Linked DNA regions of Oryctolagus cuniculus: region 2 is linked to region 1. A link is a contact called in public Micro-C data. All regions are on one chromosome and are shown on one strand. The core of a region is the stretch at or near the end of the contact, and the rest is flanking DNA. Distances in the headings are between cores, read along the strand shown.

Region 1 (6,865 bases), core at 1,123-3,622:
GGTACAGGCTGTTGCCCTTGGTGGAGGCTGGAGGCTGGCAGCCAGCAGGCTCTGGGCCAATGTCAACCCAGAGCCTGGGGATCGGGAGCCCCCACAAAGGTAGCCTGTTCCCTCCTACCAGGCCAGTTTGCAGACGAAGGCCCATGTTGGCCCTGGAGGGCAGGCATGGTGCCCAGCCTGTGGGGGTGCATAGAGCTGTTCTGTGCCCACAAGAAGTGCCCCCTCCCCTTCCTGTGGCAAGCCAGACCTGTGGCTGAGGGCCAGGATCTCTCTACCAAGAGGAAGCAAATAGAGGATTGTGAGAGACGTGGGGGTGGGGGGGCCGCCTCTCCAGGGTCACACTGGTGATGCGGGGATCCAGCACCACTGCACGTACCACCTGCTGTGTGCTTCATCCCTGCGTTCCGAGTGGCAAATAGACTCGAGACAGCCAAACGGGGGCTGTGGAGGGAGTTGTGGACAGCAGCGGACTCTGATGCTGGCCAGTTCCCCCAGATCTACCCAGACCCAGAGCTGGAAGTCCAGGTGTTGGGCCTGCCGATCCGCTGCATCCACAGTGAGGAGGGCTGCCGCTGGAGTGGGCCACTGCGCCACCTACAGGTGAGGCTCTGGTGAAGGGGCTAGGACCACCCCTCCCCTGAGCAGGCACTAACTGCAGCCCTTTGCTCAGGGCCACCTGAATACCTGCAGCTTCAATGTAGTTGCCTGCCCCAATCGCTGCCCCGCCAAGCTGAGCCGCCGCGATCTGCCTGCGCACTTGCAGCACGACTGCCCCAAGCGGCGCCTCAAGTGCGAGTTTTGTGGCTGCGACTTCAGTGGAGAGGCCTATGAGGTAGGTGGGGCCTGGGGGAGAGGGGGGATAGGTGGGCCCAGGCAGCCCTGAACTCAGCCCCTCCCTGTGGCATTTCCAGAGCCACGAGGGCATGTGCCCCCAAGAGAGCGTATACTGTGAGAACAAGTGCGGCTCCCGCATGATGCGGCGGCTGCTGGCCCAGCATGCCACCTCTGAGTGCCCCAAGCGCACCCAGCCTTGCACCTACTGCACCAAGGAGTTTGTCTTTGATACCATCCAGGTGAGGGCCTTCCTGAGCTGTGGGCTGCGGGCTGTGGGGCAGGAGATGGGGAGTCAGGCTGTTGACCGCTGCGCCTCTGCTTCCGGCCCCAGAGCCACCAATACCAGTGCCCACGGCTGCCTGTGCCCTGCCCCAACCAGTGTGGTGTGGGCACCGTGGCCCGGGAGGACCTGCCAGGCCATCTGAAGGACAGCTGCAGCACCGCCTTGGTGCTGTGCCCGTTCAAAGACTCCGGCTGCAAGCACAGGGTGAGGTGCCCCTTCTCCCTCCCATCCAGCCCCGCTTTGACCCGGCAGCCCCTAGAGGGAGGCTGAGCTTCCTGGCACCCTGTCTTCCTCACCGACAGCCAGCTGCCTGTCGCCCTGGGTGCACACCTACCTCTCTCTGGGCCTTCCCCTATTGATAACTCTCTTCCCTTCTTCCACGGCCTGGGGCTTTGCCAACAGTGCCCTAAGCTGGCGATGGCGCGACACGTGGAGGAGAGTGTGAAGCCACATCTGGCCATGATGTGTGCCCTGGTGAGCCGGCAACGGCAGGAGCTGCAGGAGCTGCGGCGAGAGCTTGAGGAGCTGTCTGTGGGCAGCGACGGTGTGCTCATCTGGAAGATTGGCAGCTATGGGCGGCGGCTGCAGGAGGCCAAGGCCAAGCCGAACCTTGAGTGCTTCAGCCCAGCCTTCTACACCCATAAGTACGGCTACAAGCTGCAGGTGTCTGCGTTCCTCAATGGCAACGGCAGTGGTGAGGGCACACATCTCTCCCTCTACATCCGCGTACTGCCGGGTGCCTTTGACAATCTCCTTGAGTGGCCCTTTGCCCGCCGTGTCACCTTCTCCCTGCTGGATCAGAGCGACCCTGGGCTGGCTAAGCCACAGCACGTCACTGAGACCTTCCACCCTGACCCAAACTGGAAGAACTTCCAAAAGCCAGGCACATGGCGTGGCTCTCTGGATGAGAGCTCTCTGGGCTTTGGGTACCCCAAATTCATCTCCCACCAGGATATCCGAAAGCGGAACTATGTGCGAGATGATGCCGTCTTCATCCGTGCCTCTGTTGAACTTCCCAGGAAGATCCTCAGCTGAGCGCAGAGCCAGCAGGGGCTCTAGGGGAGAGGGGGATGGGCGGTCACCTCAGCCAGACGTTGGCTGACTCTGGAGAGGGGGCCGGACCCTCTTTCAGCTGCTTCTGCTGCCTAGGTTCTGTTACCCAGTCTCCCCGCCACCACCCTCAGGTGCCTCCAATTGGTGCTTCAGCCCTGGGCCCTGGGCGGAGCAGGTCTTGGATCATTAAGGGCTGGAAATGTGATCCAAGGGCCTGTCTCCTCTCCTGGGCAGGGCAGACACGCCTTGGTGCCAGCCACACTATCTGGACTGGGGTGCCTGCTCAGGTGCTATATCCCAAGAGCCATAGGGGGGAGGTGGGAGTTGGGAAGGGGAGGGGGGGCTGTTAAAACAATCTGTCTTGAGATCAGATTTCTCCTCCCTGGCTGTGCCCCTTCTGGTTATTTATTTCCTTAGTACCAGGAGGGCACAGCAGGGGAGCCCTGATTTTTAATAAATCTTGGATTGTATTTATTAACTTCGTTCCAGCCTGACTCATCTGGGTTGGTTAGGGCCCGGAAGGCAAAGGATCAGAGAAAAGCTGGTGCTGCCAGCCCTCAGGATCATTTGCCGGCGGGAACCGCCCTCTCGTGGATGCCGAGGGAACTACAGCCGCCTGCTGCTGCCCTCTGGTGGCGAGATGAAGGGGGTACAGGTCCTGAACCCAGACTCGTCCAGACTACCACCTTTGCCTTGGCAGGTTTCGGTCTAATGGTAATAGCTACCACTTGTTGTAGTTTCTTGGGAAGATACACTGCTAAGCCCTTTGTGTGCAGTACTTCATCTAATACAATAGTTGAGTGAAATACCTTTTATCACCATAATAAAAGGGCCAATCTTAATGGGCTGTACTGAAGTTAATGAAATCATGCATGTTCCTGGCAGAGTTAAAAGTGCTTAAGGAACTCCAAAGCCCTGGGGAAATGTGTATTTTGGTGCGGAATATTTTGGAGTCCAATTTTTTCGAAACAGGCATGTCCCATGGACTCTTTGAAGACACCACATGCATTAAATTTTGCACCAAAATAATCATTTCTTAATTCTGCTTTTCCACAAAGTGTTTACATTTTTATCTGAGACACACAGCTCCCACTTGTAGGTTCACTCCCCAAATGCTCGCAACACCCAGGGCTGGGCCAGGCTGAAGCCAGGAGGGAGTAACTCCATCCGGGGGTCCCATGTGAATGATAGGGACCCAAGTATTTGTGCTGTTACCTGGAGTGCACATTAGTAGGAAACTGGAATGGGAAGCAGAGTCAAGACTTGAACCCAGGCACTCAGTATGGGAAGGGTGATGGCTTAATCACTAGGCCAAGTACCTGCCTTCCCCTTTTTACAATGCTCTTACTTGGGATTTTTCCATCTTTTTCATCCCTAGCTCTTCTGCTTTCTGTACATACATCAATCAGCTGAGAACCAAGAACTGAACTGGCTTATCAGTGATCCTTCTGCTGGTTTTGGGCAGGGTCTGGGCTGTTTTAAATGCCAGCAATCCCTAGAGGCTAGCATCCTCTATTTGGCAAGAGATTTGGGTCTGGGTCTTTACTCTTGCTTTTGGCAAGCTACTTAGCTACAACGGGGCAAATAACCCTCACAGGTAAAATGAATATTGCTCACTACCTAGACTGCAGTAACGATTAAATGAACCAGTCAGCATAAAGTGCTGTACTCCTCTCAGCTAGCCCTGAGAAGAGGCCCAGGGTATGGGAACTTCCCTAGTGAAGCAAAGTCCAAGGGCTGTAGTTCTTTCCTTCCACATCAAGGCTGAGATGAATTATTAGGTGACAGGACTGGCCATCAGCCAGCCAGCCTGGGACCATAGGGTCCTTGCTCTAGGGGAAGACATAGGGCCCTGACTGCCCACCTGAGAATGGAAATGTCCCCATCATACAATGATGCCCAGAAACTAGTAGGGAAAACCATGGGCCCCCACAGAGAGCAGGAGAAATGCCTTCAAGTAACAGGTGCAACCACCCTTCCAGCATCTCAATGGAGCTGGACAGCCTGGATAAAACTCCCCTGATCCTACAGGCTACGTGCATACAGAACACATGGTGCCGCCTCAAGTTGTGTGCAATGCAGTTCTAGTCAGCCCCATTCTCAGCCCACCTGGCAGGCCTGGCCCTCCATTCTGCTTTGCAGAACTCAGGGCAGTTTCTGCACCAAACTGTAAGCTGGACTCATCAAGCACCTACTTCGGCCCAAGAATCTGACTTGAGGGGAAGCTGGGCTCACCCCTCTACCCTCTAGTGCTGTGACCCCAGGCTGACCTCAGGCCTCATCTGACATAGGCAGGAGGTGGCTTCCTTCACAGGGTGGCATGAGGAACAAAGGTGGCAAAGCATTCTCACACATGGGCACCCCGCAGCGGAGGGCATGCTGAGGAGAGAAGAGTGAACTATCAGCACTCAGGAAGCCACCTGCTGACTCTTGCTACCCAGGGCCAGATTCCACCTTCCCTGAATCCCAGATTCTGTGGAATCTCTCCCACCACATCTTAGCTCAAACCCAATCAGCAGACAAGGAGGAGGGTAACTGAAGAAGAGAGCTCTTGGGGGTTCCCCCCTTGCTGACAAAAGAGGGGAATGCATGAGAAAATGAGTTTTCATGTTGCATATGAAATACTGCACATCTGTCAGAGGCACTCAGGATTCCAAAGCACTGGAGGTGGAAAAAGGGGGAGGCCTGTGGTTGTAGTCGGCTCATTAGCAAACTGGGTCCTCATTTCTCAGTGAGGCACTGAGTCCAAGTGGCAGGACCAGGAGAGGCAGCAAACCATACTTACCCATCAGTTCCACTGTGAGCTCCAGGCAGCACAGCGGGGCTCCCCCAGGCACTGACCGAACTGGAGCCCTGTGCCTGTACCCAACACAGAACCTAGCCTGGGACAGTGGACTGGGAAGGGCTCTTGACTAGGATGGTTACAGGGGCCCCTTAGAGAAATGAGGATGAGACGTGACAGAAATTGTTAGAAGAAAAATTACTCCAAACATTCACATGAAACGAATAGGACAAGGTCAAAAGGTGAGTTTTTTCTTTTTACTGGTTTGTAATAATCTTAAAAACCCCATCGCACCCATAAACCACCACAGGTGAGGTGAGAGAGATGGAGAATGAATGCTACAGTGTGTGGATAGAGTGGGGAATCCAGGTATCCCCAATGGGCAGTGTGGGATGGACGCAGGGAGTGTGGACAGGAGGCCCTGGCTTGGACCCTTATTGCTGGTTGGGGGTTGGCTGGCAGAGGGGCAGAGGGACTCAGGAACTAGGAAACATCTCACACCAAAGGCGAGGGCAGTTGGGGGCAGGGAGATCACAGTACATTTTTCCATGCAGACTAGGGGTGGGAGTTAGCTTCAGAGATTTGCACCCCTGCACAGGAAGAGATGGGTTTGAGGTTGTTTGAAAGCCCCAAGCCGGTGTCTGGTCCGATTTCCTAAAATGGCAGCTCACCTTTTGGGGAGAGGCGCTGGGGGGGGGGGGGGATCACAGCAATATCTGGTATGGAGATCAAGCACGGGTTCAGGGGAGACAGTGGTGCTCCTTGACTCAGAGAAGTAGGGATGGGCAGGGGGCCCTGGGTGAGACGGTGGCCAACACCTTGGCAGAGGCATTGTGCCAGAGGCTGCAGGTGCTTCTGTGGGCTTAGGGCAAGGAGGTACCAGTGACCACAGACGGCAAGAAAACAATAAGGAACAATAAATTAGGATTTCATGTTGCTATCATTTGGCATAACACAATCAGGCATTTTTTTCCCTTTTTTTGTTTTTAAATATAAGGCAACTTGCCAACATATAATTTAAAAACTGGTCTTCAGTCACACTGCTTCAGATCACTAGGCTTTCTGGCTAAAGAACAGTGGATAGAAAACACAACCCAGAATCTTAAATAAGAACATCAGTTCACATTCCCCAGAGACAAGAGGAACGGTAAGGGCTCACTTGGTTTAAAAAAAAAAAAAAAAAAAAAAGCCGAACTGTGCATCTTTAACAGAGATGGGTGCAAAAATTTACAATAAAACATAATCTAAATTTAGAGTTACAGAAAAGCGTTAAATTTCTAGTCAACTACGTGCCACCTGGGAATGAGACGTGTTGAGCATGGAGTGGGTGGATGAGAGTATGCGCTAAGAACAGGCAGGGGTGGGAGGGGCTGTGTCCAATAGAGGCCGGCCTCCAGCTGTTAGAACCATGCTCATTTGGTGAAGGAAAAATTCAAAGAGCTTAAGGCTTTGTGTTTTTTTTTTTTCTTTCTTTCTCCATTAAACTGAGGGGCTGCAAAGGGAGGTGACTAGAGAGCGAATGTACCTGTGGCCACTCATACACAATGCTACTCAAACCCACACTACATTCATACAGAAACATGACATTTAAAACTTACAGTGTAGAGCAATATTCTTAGCCAGTGTAGAGAGAACCAAATGTATTTTAACTTTTTTTTTTTTTTGGTGTTTTTAATTCCAAACTCCAATGTGATCATCCCTCATCTACCTAATTCCTCAAGTAAGTGTAGGGTTTTTGTGTTTTTTTTTTTATTTTTATTTTTATTTTATTTTTTTGTTTCTTTGTTTTTTTGTTTTAGAGGGAGAAAGGAAGGGTAAGGGATGAGGGCAGCAGGTAAGTTAGGACAAAGGCAAGAGCAAGTTGGGCATGCACTTCTTGCCCACATCTGGAAAGGGGAGTCAGGGACCAAGAC
Region 2 (6,865 bases), core at 2,163-4,662, 140 kb after region 1:
CCCTCTTCCAGGCCACCTCTCTGCTGTGGCCCGGGAGTGCAGTGGAGGATGGCCCAAGTACATGGGCCCTGCACCCCATGGGAGACCAGGATAAGTACCTGGCTCCTGCCATCGGATCAGCGCAGCGCGCCTCCGCGGCGGCCATTGGAGGGTGAACCAATGGCAAAGGAAGACCTTTCTCTCTGTCTCTCTCTCTCACTGTCCACTCTGCCTATCAAAAAAAAAAAAAAAAAAAAGTTATCAAAATGTTAAAAACAACCAAAGGTATTCTATAGTAATATACACAAATAAGATGTAGCTATAGATCTAATTACTAGCTTAATTTCAAACTAGCAATGAGCATAATGATTTTCCAGGTACCTGTAACAAGTGCAGAGTGTGAGGAAAAAGTCTGCTAACGCTATCTCAGATTACTGTCAACACTTAAAGGAAACACTAATTTTTTTTTTTTTTGACAGGCAGAGTTTTAGTGAAAACACTAAATCTTAGTGACAGCTAGCAAAGATAAAAACCCAAGTGAGAAAGGGTCCCGCTGTAAATTTTTGAAAATAGAAAGGAAAGTTTTATTGTAAAGAATGAAGGTAGTAAGAGAGGACAGAGACAATGGCCCTGCGATGTATCAGCGTCTTCCGAGGCTGGGCCAAGGAGCAAGGAGGGTGCTGGGCTGGGCGCAGCTGCTCTGCGGTCCTGAGAGTCCTTGTTCAGCACAGAACCGCATCTCACCTTGATGGTGCAAACCCCAAGGCACAACCGCTCGCTCTCTCCTCCCACCCTTTTTAGTCCCCTCTGCTCACCTCTACAATAGCTTTGGAACAATGTGGATACTGCAACAAGTTTTTGAAAACTATGCCTAGTTTTTCCATACTATGTATTTTCTACAAACTTTCTGAAGACTCTCTATAGCATTTCATTGACCTTGGCTCAAGCAAAAGGTTCCCAGTAACCCGAAAACACGGAGCGGCCCATCTCAGAGGCTCCTCTTCCCCTATAGTCTCCAGACCTTCCACAGAGTGAGAACTGGAGCTTTCGTGTCCCCTGTCCAGAGTCTGGACTTCCTGAAAGAAAACTCTGCAAGGAAAACAAAGCACTGTGGCAGGAAGCTGGCACAGTGGTTACCATACTGCAGTCCCGGGCTGCTGCAGCCCCTAATCGGCGTGCCTAACTCTGAGCTCGGACCCCAGCCTTCTGCCCTGGGAAGCAGCAGTGAGGCAGCTCAAGTACTTAGGTTCCTGCCACCCATGCAGGAGATCTGGACTGAGTTCCCAACTGCTGGCTTGGGCCTCCCATGGCCCCAGCTTTTGTGATCACTTGTGGAGTGAATCAACAGAAGATCTCTGTCTCTCTGCCTTTCAAATACATTAAATAAATTTTTAAAATATTTAAAAGGCAAAAGTATTGGGCAGATTCATTTTTTAAAAAAGATGTATTTATTTATTTGAAAGACAGTTACAGAGAGGTCCTCCATCCTCTGGTTTACTCCACAGATGGCCGCAGCAGCCAGAGCCGTGCCGATCCGAACACAGGAGCCAGGAGCTAGAACCTTCTTCCAGGTCTCCCACATGGGTACAAGGATCCAAGGACTTGAGCCATCTTTTGCTGCTTTTCCCATAGCAGAGCTGGATTGGAAGTGAACCAGCTGGGACTTGAACCAGCACCTACACGGGATGCCAAGCACCGGCTCCTAGATTCAGGTTGTAAAAGCTTTCTCTTGGGGCTGAGGGCTGGGAAACAGCCTCAGTGTTTTCTGGGACCCTCCCTCCTGACCCCAAGGCAGTTGGTCTTGGTCCCCAGGGGGTAGGGTCTCCTGTTTCCCTCACAGGGAATGGTGCTGGTCAGGGTTGGAGGGGATCATCCAGTAGAAAGACTTAATTTCTTTTTCTGAAGATTTATTTATTTGAAAAGCAAAAAAGGGGGAGAGAGAGAGAATCTTCCATCCACTGGCTCATTCCCTGAATGCCTGCAAGAGCTAAGGCTGGGCCAGGCCAAAGCCAGGAGCCTGGATCTTCACCTGGGTCTTCCACACAGGTGGCAGGGGTCCAAGTACTTGGGCCATCTTCCACTGCTTTCCCAGGCCATTAGCAGGGAGCTGGATCAGAAGCACAGCAGCTGGGACTAGGAATGCCCACTGCGAAATGGGATAGCCTGTTGTGCCACAGCACTGGCCCCCAGAGATGGAATTTTTAATCCAAGTTGAGTCTGAGGCCAAGTTTTGGGGCAAAAGCTCCCAATGGACTTATCACATCTCTCCAAGGGTATACAGTTGTAAGGCCTGGCTCAGGGATCTTAATCCCTTCTACCCGCTTCAGTAGCCAGCCCTAACCAGCTGTACACAGCTGTAATCAGCAGAGTGGGTATTCCTCCTAATCCATGAGGAATTCCTACAGCTGCAGGCTTCCAAGCACTTGGCAACACAGCCCTTTGCCCCAGAACCCAGGAGCTGCACAATCTGGCAGCTGGAAAGGATTCAGCCACCTCCCAAGACATCCCAAATACACAATCTAACAGCGGGGCTTGGGGCGAGAAACACCCTCGCCGCCTCACCCCAACACAGGCTCCAAGCGCCGCCAAGACACAAATTCTAGAGCTTGCAGCGTTTTGCAATCGGAGCGGCAGAGCGCAGGGCCGGGTTTCCCAACCTGTAGAGGCCCCACCCGCGTCTCCAGGGCGGAATGGAAGCCCGGCAAGCCCCAGCTTGCTCAGAATTAACGGGTCTGACAGTACCCAGAGAAAACGGCCCACGTCTCAGACGTCTCCCCACACAGGCACCTGCCCATCGGAGCTGCGCGACCCAGCCCCAGTCCCAGCCCCCGGCGTTGGAATTTAGCCAAACTAACCCGTTCCGGGCACCACTGCTTAGCCTCCTCCCCGACCCCCACGGCTCCCAGGGGACTCCCAAGCCCACGGTGTGGCGGTAGGGAGGACGAGACGGGGAGGAGGCGGAGAGAGGAGCGGAGGAAAAAAAAAAAACAACCAACAAAAAACACGCAGCGGCAGGGAGAGCCGCCGGCGAGCCTCCGAGGAAAATGGGGGAGGCTCCCTTCTGGAAGGGTCTCAGGTGCCGGCGCCCTGCGCAGCGCCACAGGCTCGAGCCCAGCCGGCGGGGCCCCCGCCCTCTGAGGGCCCAACCCTTCCCGTCCCCTCCCCACGGACCCCGCCGCCCCTCACCTGAGACCACCAGCGCCTCGTTGGGCCCCACTGTGTGGCAGTTGCCCATGGCGCCGGCGGGTCGGAGGGCCCTGGGCCCGCACAGACGCGGACGGCAGCACCCGGTCCGCAGCGCCGGCCGCGCCCAGCCTACGCCGCCACCCCCAGCGCCGCCCGCCCGCGCCCCTCCGTGGTCGCAGCCCCGCCGGAAGTGTGGCGGCGGAGGGCGGGGCCGGCCGGGCGAGAGAGGCAGGGACGCGCGCGAGCGCCGCGGCCGACACGCTTTATTGCTCGGGGCTCGGGAGCCGCGCGGGGTCGCCCCCACTCCCACAGGCGCCTCGGGAACAACCGCCCTGCGGGCAAGCGGCCCTGGCGTCGGAGCCCCGGGTCCAAAGCCCGGCGCCTGCACTCAGCAGCTGTGAGACCTGGGGCGAGTCCTTCCCTCTAGAGCCCAATCCCGCCTCGGTGAAGTGGGGGTGGTTGAGCCGCCTGGCTGGATGGCTGCAGAGGGCTCCGTCACTCCCAGTGTCGGCAGTGCCTCCCGTCGCAGAGTCCCTGGCCCTGCTCCAGCGCTGAGCACAATCTCAGAGGGTGGGGCCTTGCAAGCTGCAATTCAGATTCCTGAGAAACAGGGTCTGACATGTCCCCCCACCCCCCCGCCCCGCCCCCGCTCAATCTGGGGGGACGGTCCCTCTCAGGAAGAAATATCACCCTTTACTTCCTTCCACCAGGGAAAGAACACACCCGGAGGCCCCAGGAAGTAACCATGGCGGCAAACAGTGCCCCAGGGTCCGTGGTGGCTCACAGCAGGAGGTGTGCAAGGGCCACCAAGGGCCATGGAAAAAGCATCCCAGCCTGGAGGTTAGGAGACCGGGGACTGAGGCCCAGCTTTAACCTGAATTCGCCGTGTCACCTTAGACCAGTCTGGTGAGCTCTGAGGGCTGGGGGAGGGTTCGGAAACGGTGGGCTCCTCAGGCTGGGGGTCTTCGTGAGGTTCGTCGTCATCCTCGTCCCCAGACCCAAGCCCTGCCAGCCTCTTGCTGGCCTCCCACAGCCGGTGGGCTGCCCGGTCATCTCGGGCCGCCGGGGGGACCTCCTCCACACGGCAGTTGGCAAAGTATCTCCCACTCAGGGGTTCGATGCCCTCCTGCAGAGCACAGTACAGGGGTGTCTGAGCACCCCCTTTTGGTGCTCGGAGCACCAGCCAAGCCAGGGGACGCACAAGTGGGCGCAGCCATCCAGGAAGGTGGCGCAGGAACAGGTCTGAGTTCACAGGTCCTGTGGGCAGGAAGAAAGAAAGGAGTTGGGGAGGGTGAGGACTGAGGGCACTGGGTACAGTGGAAGCAAGCTTGAAGGGGAGTGGGGACAGAATCCTGTTCAGGGTGGTGTCTCCCGGGCACTCAGGGCCTCCACAAGGCAACCACTCATTTCCTATGGGAAACCCCCTCCCGCCGGCAAAGCTGCTGGTACAGCCGAATCCCCCAGGTTGCGCCTGAAACAACTCTGTCTCTTTCCATCTTTTCTTTTAGCTTGAGCCCTGTTCCTTTGTTTAGGCAGCATTTATTACGCACCTGTGGTGTACCAGCCACTGTTTTGAACATTAGGGATGTGGAGCTGTATTAAGGCCTAATGTCATTGTTGTTATTGTCCTGGTTATTATTACTAATGAGCCTTAGGCAGTGACTTCCTAAAATGCAGGATGCCACTGTGGATAGGGCAGCTCTTATCCTGGTGTAATGTATCTCCTAAAGGCAAAGATGAGTCTATTCACCAAGAGTAAAAGCCACAGTGCTTGCTTGCAGTGGGCCTCCAGACCAGACCCCACATGACCAGTCCATCCCGGCAACACCATCTCTTGCTACTCTCCCTTCTCTCCCCAGCCACACAAGCCTCCCCTAAGCACACCTGGAACTTCTGCCCCAGGGCCTTTCCTCTTACAATTTGTTCTCTATTTGGGCTTCTCGCCAGAAAGATGCATGGCTCACTCCTCCTGTCCTTCAGGCATCGGTTCAAATGTCACATTTTCTACTATGTCTTCCTCAACTGCCAGCGCTGAAACAGCACTACCTGCGTTTCTTATTCCTCTTACCCTGTTTTATCTTACCCAACAGTACTTTATCAGCACCTTTTTTTTTTTTTTTTTTTTGGACAGGCAGAGTTAGAGAGAGAGAGACAGAGAGAAAGGTCTTCCTTTTTCTGTTGGTTCACCCCCAAAATGGCTGCTACGGCTGGCGCGCTGCGCCGATCCAAAGCCAGAAGCCAGGTGCTTCTTCCTGGTCTCCCATGTGGGTGCAGGGCTCCAGGACTTGGGCCATCCTCCACTGTCTTCCCGGGCTACATCTGAGAGCTGGACTGGAAGAGGAGCAGCCGGGACAGAATCCGGCACCCCAACCGGGACTAGAACCCAGTGTGCTGGCACCACAGGTGGAGGATTAGCCAAGTGAGCCACAGCACCGGCCCTAGCACCTGTCATTTTATTACATACAAAGCGGCAGTCTCTAACCCCCACCCCAAACTGGAATGCAAACTCCATGAGGGCAGGGTCTTTGTTTTGTTCACTGCTCTACCCCCAGCACTGTGGATAATGCCTGAGACTTAGCAGGTGCTCAGTAAATGAGTGAATGGATCATTACCATAGATAGCTATTATCATCGTCGTCCTCGTCATCATATTCTAGTTCAGTCAGCATAGAGGGTCCCTCAAGGTTAGAACCCGGGTCGTAATCTTGCCAGAAGCCACCCATGTTCTAGAGCCAAGCTGTGGTGTGAGCGGAAGAACCCAGACAAAGGGAGCCTGATCCCAAGACCATCAAGGCACAGCTCTCTCCCTGCACGTGGCCTTTCGTGCTCTGGGAGCACAGGAAGGAGCAAGGCTGGGAGAGGGGGAGTCAGGAACAGCCAAACGGCCAGGCCTCACCTGGGTGAGCCGCATAGCAGGTGACACCAGTGCCCTCAAGCTGGGTGGCGAGCTCCCGGGCAAACAGTACATTGGCCAGCTTACTGTCGGCATAGGCCCGCAGCTCCTGCCGCCAGCCCACCACTGGGCGGTCCAGGCGTGTGAAGTCGAGGCGCCCACGGCGGTGGGCAGCGGAGGACACCACCACCACGCGGCTGGGGGAGCATTTCTTCAGAAGAGGCAGCAGCAAGTGTGTCAGCAGGAAGGGGCCGATGTGGTTCACCCGAAGCAGCAGGTTGAAGGCTTCTCGAGTCCGGCCACAGGAGCTGATCCCTGCGAGGGAGGCCCGGCGTTAGCTGCTCCGGAAGGAGCCCTGGGACCTCAGCATCCCCATCTGTGAGATGGGAATAGGGGCATCCTTCCCACGTGTCCGCTCGTCCCCGGAGAGGACTGGCGAGAGGAGGCAGGTGCCCTTGGCCGCCCCCCGCGCCCCGCAGGGACGGCTGCCCCTCACCGGCATTGTGGATGAGGATGTCCAACCGTGGCTCGGAGCTCAGGAAGGCAGTGGCAAAGGCCCGCACTGAGGCCAGGCTGGCCAGGTCCAAGGCCATGAAGATGACCTCGTTGTTCCCACTCTCCTGTGGAGCAGCAAGGGCTGGGATTGTCACCAGGCAATTCCCTCCTCTTCCCTCTTCCCAGGCACCGAATGCTACTCAGATCCGCCCCGCCCCTATGCATGGTTGGAGAGGAAAAGTGTGTGGACTTAGCTCCCGCCTTTGCCTCCTAGATTGGGACCTGGAGCAAGAAATGTAATCCCTCTGGGCCT

The links. A called contact is a pair of places that touch in the nucleus more often than the background predicts.
Region 2: a contact with region 1 is called in a Micro-C map of ear pinna, with 2.9 times the contacts expected there. The contact joins the promoter of FLOT2 here to the enhancer-like site in region 1. A contact is called at or near these places in 4 of 6 Hi-C or Micro-C datasets (ear pinna, embryonic fibroblasts, liver and 1 more).

What each region holds. Positions count from the first base shown.
Region 1 is chr17:44,238,104-44,244,968 of mOryCun1.1, forward strand. It overlaps TRAF4 (TNF receptor associated factor 4), which reads left to right. Exons shown (of 7, transcript XM_002718919.5): 3 at 496-600; 4 at 671-832; 5 at 912-1,073; 6 at 1,166-1,321; 7 at 1,520-2,648. The coding sequence ends at 2,152. FAM222B (family with sequence similarity 222 member B) reads right to left here. Exons shown (of 3, transcript XM_008271021.4): 3 at 6,603-6,865. Among named protein-coding and RNA genes, the nearest start is that of TRAF4, 6.8 kb to the left of the region's middle. Within about 2 kb of position 2,373, at least 2 of the 8 cell types and tissues checked have an H3K27ac peak or open chromatin away from gene starts, as enhancers often do. A contact at or near this core is called in ear pinna, where this site is marked.
Region 2 is chr17:44,376,332-44,383,196 of mOryCun1.1, forward strand. It overlaps FLOT2 (flotillin 2), which reads right to left and starts at 3,413. Exons shown (of 11, transcript XM_002718917.5): 1 at 3,166-3,413. The coding sequence starts at 3,214. DHRS13 (dehydrogenase/reductase 13) reads right to left here. Exons shown (of 5, transcript XM_051825400.2): 3 at 6,554-6,677; 4 at 6,061-6,372; 5 at 3,413-4,422. The coding sequence ends at 4,007. It overlaps LOC103351495 (a long non-coding RNA gene), which reads left to right and starts at 3,425. Exons shown (of 3, transcript XR_011383613.1): 1 at 3,425-3,562; 2 at 3,876-4,071.